2 separate regions of the Danio rerio genome follow, and region 1 is linked to region 2. Evidence: chromatin contacts called from public Hi-C data. All regions are on one chromosome and are shown on one strand. The core of a region is the stretch at or near the end of the contact, and the rest is flanking DNA. Distances in the headings are between cores, read along the strand shown. Region 1 overlaps wnt5b (wingless-type MMTV integration site family, member 5b). Region 2 overlaps erc1b (ELKS/RAB6-interacting/CAST family member 1b).

Region 1 (3,454 bases), core at 916-3,415, 360 kb after region 2:
CATGTGCTGTGCCCATGCGCTGGGGACTGACCCCAAACCTGTCCCGTCCAGGCTCTCTGTGCATCCTCACCCACCCCCCGACTTTTACACGGGAAACCTGGGAGACACATGGTCTCTCCAGCAGCTCCAGGCCCCGTGAACTGCTGCGTCCTTCTATTTATTAGGGAATAAAGTAGCTCTAACAGCCCCTGCGCTTTTATAGCAGGATCCCCCGCTGCTTCTCCACACTACACCGAGTCCTATCAGACTTCTTACTGGGAACAAATTGACGGAGAGGAAGGAGGGAAGAGCGAGTGAGAGGGGGCCGTTTGCGTCACGGAGGAGAGAGAGTGACTGATGTGTGGCCAGTTTGGCCTGTGTCTGGTTTCCTGAGCCGGCAGTGCAGAAAGCCATATGGGAGAAAGAGAGAGAGAGAGGGAGAGAGAGAGAGACATGCGTTCACTTTCACAACCAGAGCAGTGTGCATGAGTCATCTTCTTCCAGCTTTACAGAGGCTAATGAAATAGAGACTACAGACTTATATTTACCGGGAACAGTAGCTGAAGCTGCATCTGAAGCAGCTTAAATGACTTGAAAAGGTGCATTTTTAGAGGAAGATTATAAATCGCTTAAATAATGTTGTGAAGTTCATTCATTCATTCTTTTTCCTTTGGTTTAGTCTCTATTTTGCCACAGCGGAGTAACTGGCCAACAATTCCAGCACATGTTTTACGCAGCTGATGCCCTTCCAGCTGCAACCCAGTATTGGGAAACATCCATACACACTCATTTACACACTATGGACAATTTAGTTTATTCAATTCACCTAAAGCGCATGTTTTTGGACTGTGGGGTAAACCGGAGCATCCAGAGGAAACCCACGCCAATACAGAGAGAACATGCAAACTTCACACAGAAATGCCAAATGGCCCAGTCGGGACTTGAACCAGCGACCGTCTTGCTGTGAGGCGACAGTCACCGTGACGCCATTATGAAGTTGATGGTTTAAATTTAGAGACTAAGATTAATCCATTTAATTAAGGTAGTTTAATATAATTTAATTAATGCATAGAATAAATGTTTTGGTTTCATTACTTCATGTTAGTTAATGTGTTTACTAACATGAACTAATAATGAACAGTAATTATACAGCATTTATTAATCATAGTTCAACATTTACTAATGGGTTATTAAAAGCCCCAATTCATTATTGTCACCATTAAAACATGTATGTATTAGTTTTTTGCATTAATGTTATTATTTATTAATTTTTTTATTATTTAATTATTAGTAATGAACACATGAACTAATGTTAACTAATACCACCTTATCGTAAAGTGTTACCAAGATTATAAAATACTTTATACTCCAATAATCTTGTTTTATTTACATAATTTTGGGAAGAAAACAAATAATAAAAAAATATTTGGGGGCTGCATGGTGACACAGTGGGTAGCACTTTCACCTCAAGGCAAGTAGGTTGCTGGTTCCAGTCCCGGCTGAGACAGTTGTTGTTTCTGTGTGGAGTTTGCATGTTCTCCCCGTGAGTTTCTTCCGGGTGCTCCGGTTTCCCCCACAATCCAAAGACATGTGCTATAGGTGAATTGGGTAAGCAAAATTGTCCATAGTGTATGTGTGTGAATGAGTGTGCTTGGGTGTTTCCCAGTGATGGGTTGCAGCTGGAAGAACACCCGCTGTGTAAAACATATGCTGGATAAGTTAGCGGTTCATTCCACTGTGGCCAACCCTGATGAACAAAGGGAATAAGCCGAAAAGAAAACGAATGAATGAATATTGCTTTTTTACTTTACACTAGACTGATCTTTTATTAGGGCATCTGTACTTTTACTCGAGTGCTTGATCTACATACTTTGTCACCGCTGGAATTCCCAGCACTTATAATAACCAAAGTGTTCACAAGTCTGTAAAAAGCCGCTGCTTCCCTGTTGAGTCACACGTACAGTAAATCCTCACGCAGGACGGCATGTGGTTCGGGTGCGGATGGGGGCTCCACAAGCACTGGAGGTGGGGTTAACCGGTCCAGCTGTGTTTCCCAATGTGCATTTCTGCAGCTGCCGGGAGATCAATGCTGAAGCGAGCCTGACAGATCTGTGTGCTGAGGTGTCTGAGCGAGCAGCCTGCTGTATATCATTAAAACTGCAGCGTCTCTCCATAACACGCTCTGTGACTAACCCAGATAGCAGGCAGACTCCCAAATCAAAGACATGTGGGCTGCACACACAAACACACACACACACACACTCATGCATTCTTACTGTCAACTCCGTCATTCCCACCCCATGTTGCTTGCTTCCACTGCAAGACATTTTCCTGACATTCCCAGTGAAATTCCATCATTTTCCCATCGTCTTCCCTTCAGGCCTTTCTCCAGTCTTTCTGTCTCCGCTCTGCCCTTCACCTCTCGCCTTCCACTTCCGTTACTCGCACTATAGTGTCTCCTACGCTTGTTTTGCTTCTCTTCTGCCATTTTGCATTTACTTTTCTCGTGCTGCACCTGCTTGTCAGATGTTTCGTGTCTATAGTTCTGTCGCTCTCACTCTCCTCTTATTCATTCACTGTTATCCAGATGTTCCCTCCATATCTCTAACACTATCATCATCATAGCTGTTTTTACAGGTCCAAAATAAACATATAAAATAAGCATAAAAAACTACAACAACAATAAAAGACAGCTTTATATAAAACTAAAGGATTTCTTCTCCATGATATAATAATAATAATTATAATTAAAATAAATAATAATAAAAATAATAAGAAGAAGAAAAAGAAGAAGAAGAAGAAGAAATGCTTATGTATGTCACAATGGGACGCTGACAAGGGAGGTGCGGATCCAATTGCAAGTTCATTGAACAGAGAATGGTCAGCCATGCAACGGTCAACACAGGAGCAAACAGATTTATATGGGCAATCCAGGGTCGTAGTCAAATAACAGGCGAATAGTGAGTACAGGCAGGCAGCAGACAACATAAAACAAACTAAACAAAGCAAGGTTCAAACACAACAAATTTTGTTAATTGAATTTTTCAGAAATCTAGGGGTTTTTTTGCTATCGAACTCTTCAATACTCAATGTAAAAACTGAATTAAGAGTTTTTGATTATTAAATAGTTGTGTTTCATATGTTGTGACATCTTAAGGCTTGCATATTTCCTCTTCATTAACTATACTGTGGACATACTGATCAAGTACTGGCATTTGAAATAGCCAATCAAGTATTGTAGGAATCGTCACTGTAGGACTTATTTTATTTGTTGGTTTGTTTTAACGACAAACATTTGGCATCAGCAATCCATCCAAAACTACTATTATTTGTACAGTACAGTATTTGTACAGATTTTTTTCAATTCTTCTTTAAATGGATGAGTCAAGAACATCCAAAGCACCTATCAGCGGTGCATTTAAATGATTTTAAAAATACAAGACACTAAAGTATTTTGATGCAAAACATTAAGCTA
Region 2 (3,649 bases), core at 875-3,374:
GAATGTTTTAATTTGGTGCAAAAATAGAAAAGCTTTATGCCAATTTTTAACTCAAGTATATTTATTTGACTCCAAAGTTCAAAGTTATTAAATTATAATACAGTTCAAAGTACATAGCAATAAAGCAAATCATATTAGTAATTAGTTACGTGAAATAATCATTGTAAATAATGATGTAGCCCTCTTTATTTTGGTTTATGGTGCTCTTAGAGATGCAAAGGATTTTAGTGTACTAGCGATCCAACAGTAACACACTTGACTACTTATCTTTTCTAAATGTATGCTCTTTAAAGAGCTTTAACCGCATCCTGTAAAACTCAGACCACCTTGAACTTTTGCTTAAATCCAAATAAAAGTGTCTGTTGCAATTTGCTATATAAAACTAATGACAAGCGTTTGCACAGTGGAATTTTCCTCCACCTGTCAGTTTGTATCACAGGAGTGCGACTGAAGTCATGTGATTCATAACTAGTTGACACGGACCTGGCATGTCGACTAGTGCTAGAACTAATCAACTAGTTCCGTGCCACCCCTAACATATGGTGATCAAAGCAGGAATGTAAGTTTTGACAATTGTGGAAAAAAAAATTAAGGAAAATCTCTTTCTGTGTGTGGGAGTTTGCAGACACAAAGACTGGCGTCGTGCCACTTACCTGTCAGGTTTCACCCACTCAGGTGCCAAACTGCTCACGCTCATTTGCATTACTGAGCATTACAGCGCGTGTGTGTTTCGACACCACCCCATTCACTTTCAACAAACCTCTCATAAATGACGCAGGGTTCGCCAAAATAAATCCTGAAAGGGAGATCGTGACCCTAATGCAAATGAGATACTAAAAATGGAAAATAAATGATCAAATAAATGAATTAAATCAGAGTTAAATAAAAAGTCAAACTAAAAATAGAAACTATCATAATGCAAAAATAAATGCAAAAAACACAATACAAAAAAAAAAAATGCTGACACAAAATGATCGAATTAAATATTGTTAAATGTGTGTCAGATTATATTTTTGTATTATATCTTTTGCATTTTTCAAATTGTTACATTTTGTTGGGTTGGTTTGGGTCGATAGACATCACGATGCTGAGCTGACATTGGGATCCTCTGCCCTGCCCCCATCACAAAAAAATACACTATATACCCCATTTTTACTTGTTATTTTACTTGCGTTACATGCACCGTTTCTGGCGTTAATGGTATGTTGTAGCGAGGACGTAATCAACAACAGGAAATGCTGTATTCCAGATGAGCAAGCAATATTAATTAAATGAAATATACAGTATGTCACTTTCATTTATGCTGTTCTAATGAATTAATTTCAAGGACAAGCAAAAGTAGAAATATAACTTTTTTGTAAATCGTTTTTCAGTTTTTAAACATTTTAATAATTTAATAATAATAATAATAATAATAATCATAATACACTTTATATATATATATATATATATATATATATGTATAGCGCCCTTAAAAGTAGCATCTCAAGGCGCTTTACAGACGTTTGAAATGTGCAGTAGTAAAAGATACATACAAGCATAATGCAAAAAGAAAAACAAATGCAATGATAAAAATTATTTAAAACACATAAAATAAAAATATTAATAATAATAAATCTAAAAGTCAAATTAAAGCCACCCTAAAAAACTTTTAAGTGATGATTTAAAAATACCCCCTGATTTTGCATTGCGAATATCAGAGGGTAAAGAGTTTAGGTGCCACGGAAGAGAATCTCTCATAGATTTACTTAACTGCTTTGATGCTTATTATGTGCCTCAGAATGTTTGACCAATGAGAATCAAGTATTCCAGCGATGCGTTTAATGAGCACAGGAAACACACTTTCTCTCTTCTCTTTTGCTTCTTAATACCCATCTACTGAAAATCTTGCAGGAAAGATCTCCCCTCCCGTCACTGCACTCTGTGGGTTTGACATGTTGTTTTGTTCGACTTTGCACATTGCATACAATTCTGATGCAACCCGCTGTAAACGCTCAAATCTTTTCTTTCTCTCCCTCTCTGTTTGTGTGTGTCTGTGTGTGTGTGTTGTCTTGTTGTGTCGTGTGCCTCTCTGTCTGTTTCCAGAGCTCACACCACACTGACAAGCAGCGGATCACTAAGTGAAACAAAACACTCTTTAATAATTCAGACAGCCCCCTCCCTCTTGCTCGCTCGCCCGCACATACACACACTCACAAATCCCTTTAAGTCTCCATGCGTTTGGATCTCTGTGACGGGAGGCTGCTCTTTTTTTGTGTCTCGTCTCTTCTTTTATCCGCTCATACACAGACACACTCTCGGATGAAACCAGAAACAAGGCAGAGGCGAATCTTGGGAATGTGTCCATCTGCAGTACTTACTTCCCTCGATTTAGTTAGTAGGAATCTAAATCTTATAAGTCTGCATCGTTTGGATCTTTTTGATTGGAGGATGATCTCCTTGTCTTTTTGTTTTGTCTTTGTTCGCTCATACTCTCTCAGATGAAACCTAAAACTGTGTAAAGGGGATTTCGAGAGTGCTTGTAGCTACACGCATACAGTGGTATTCAGTTATTCAATATACTGTAATGATGAACATGCACAGTATTGATATTTTGGTTAATTCAAATGACTTTGAACTTGCTTAACAGTTTTGTTTTGTTTATAGTTTAAATATTAAAAGAAATCTCAAATCAAGAAGCAGTTTTTAGATTAATAAAAATGTTGTTTTTTTTTTAATCAAGTCATTAAAATTAAGTGAGAATGTAAAAAAAAAAAAACCCTGCTTGCCTTAAATTAAATTAACCTCATAAGTCCATTGAACTTATATCATGTTAAACTGACTTAAAACAGCTTGCGTAACTTATAAACTTCAGTTGGATCACGATTAACCTAGTTTAATAAGTTGCAATGACCTAAAACATATGCTGTCAGGACTAATTAATCATCTACATTTTTTTACAGTGCAGTAGGGTAAGTAAAATTAACTTGTTTTCAAATTAGAGCTGCACAATATATTATTTGAGCGAGGATATCGCAAAGTGTGTTTCCGCAACAGTAACATTGCAGGATTAGATTATTTATTTTAGGTTAAAAGATGCAAATATTATATATATATATATATATATATATATATATATATATATATATATATATATATATATATATATATATATATATATATATATATATATATATATATATATATATATATATATATTTATTTATTTGTAATTTTATTTTTATTTTTTATTATCTTTGCCCTGTTGTATTTATATATGTTTGTTTTTTATTGTGATTTATGCAAACACTCTGCATAGAGAAATACTTCATTCCAATCTATCTAAATTAAAGAATTTTTTTGGAATAGAGCTGTTTAAATGATCTGGTGAAATTAATTAATATCGCAATATACATATCTCTGAAAACAAAACAATATTTTGTACTTGTCCAGAAAGTGCTTCTTAATTTAATGATTCCTTGATTTTTGGACTAGAATAAAGGCAAAAAATATATGTAAGAATCGTTGTTTTTTTGTTGTTGTTGTTTTTATTCAACGTGAATAATTATTATTTAAACTTCTAGAGTGCTTTTTACGAATATTCACTACGTACATTGGTGTTCATAAGTGCGGCAAATGCTTGGTTGATTAGCCTATTAGTTCAAGCATT

The links. Hi-C and Micro-C count contacts between places; a contact is called where the count stands out from the background.
Region 1: a contact with region 2 is called in a Hi-C map of embryo, with 2.1 times the contacts expected there. The contact joins two enhancer-like sites. A contact is called at or near these places in 7 of 18 Hi-C or Micro-C datasets (caudal fin, embryo, hematopoietic stem cells and 2 more) and 1 of 4 datasets of contacts at active chromatin or transcription factors (caudal fin).

What each region holds. Positions count from the first base shown.
Region 1 is chr4:9,130,201-9,133,654 of GRCz12tu, forward strand. All of the region lies in intron 3 of wnt5b (wingless-type MMTV integration site family, member 5b), which reads left to right. Among named protein-coding and RNA genes, the nearest start is that of fbxl14b, 21 kb to the left of the region's middle. Within about 2 kb of position 2,166, at least 4 of the 62 cell types and tissues checked have an H3K27ac peak or open chromatin away from gene starts, as enhancers often do.
Region 2 is chr4:8,771,282-8,774,930 of GRCz12tu, forward strand. All of the region lies in intron 8 of erc1b (ELKS/RAB6-interacting/CAST family member 1b), which reads left to right. Among named protein-coding and RNA genes, the nearest start is that of erc1b, 72 kb to the left of the region's middle. Within about 2 kb of position 2,125, at least 9 of the 62 cell types and tissues checked have an H3K27ac peak or open chromatin away from gene starts, as enhancers often do.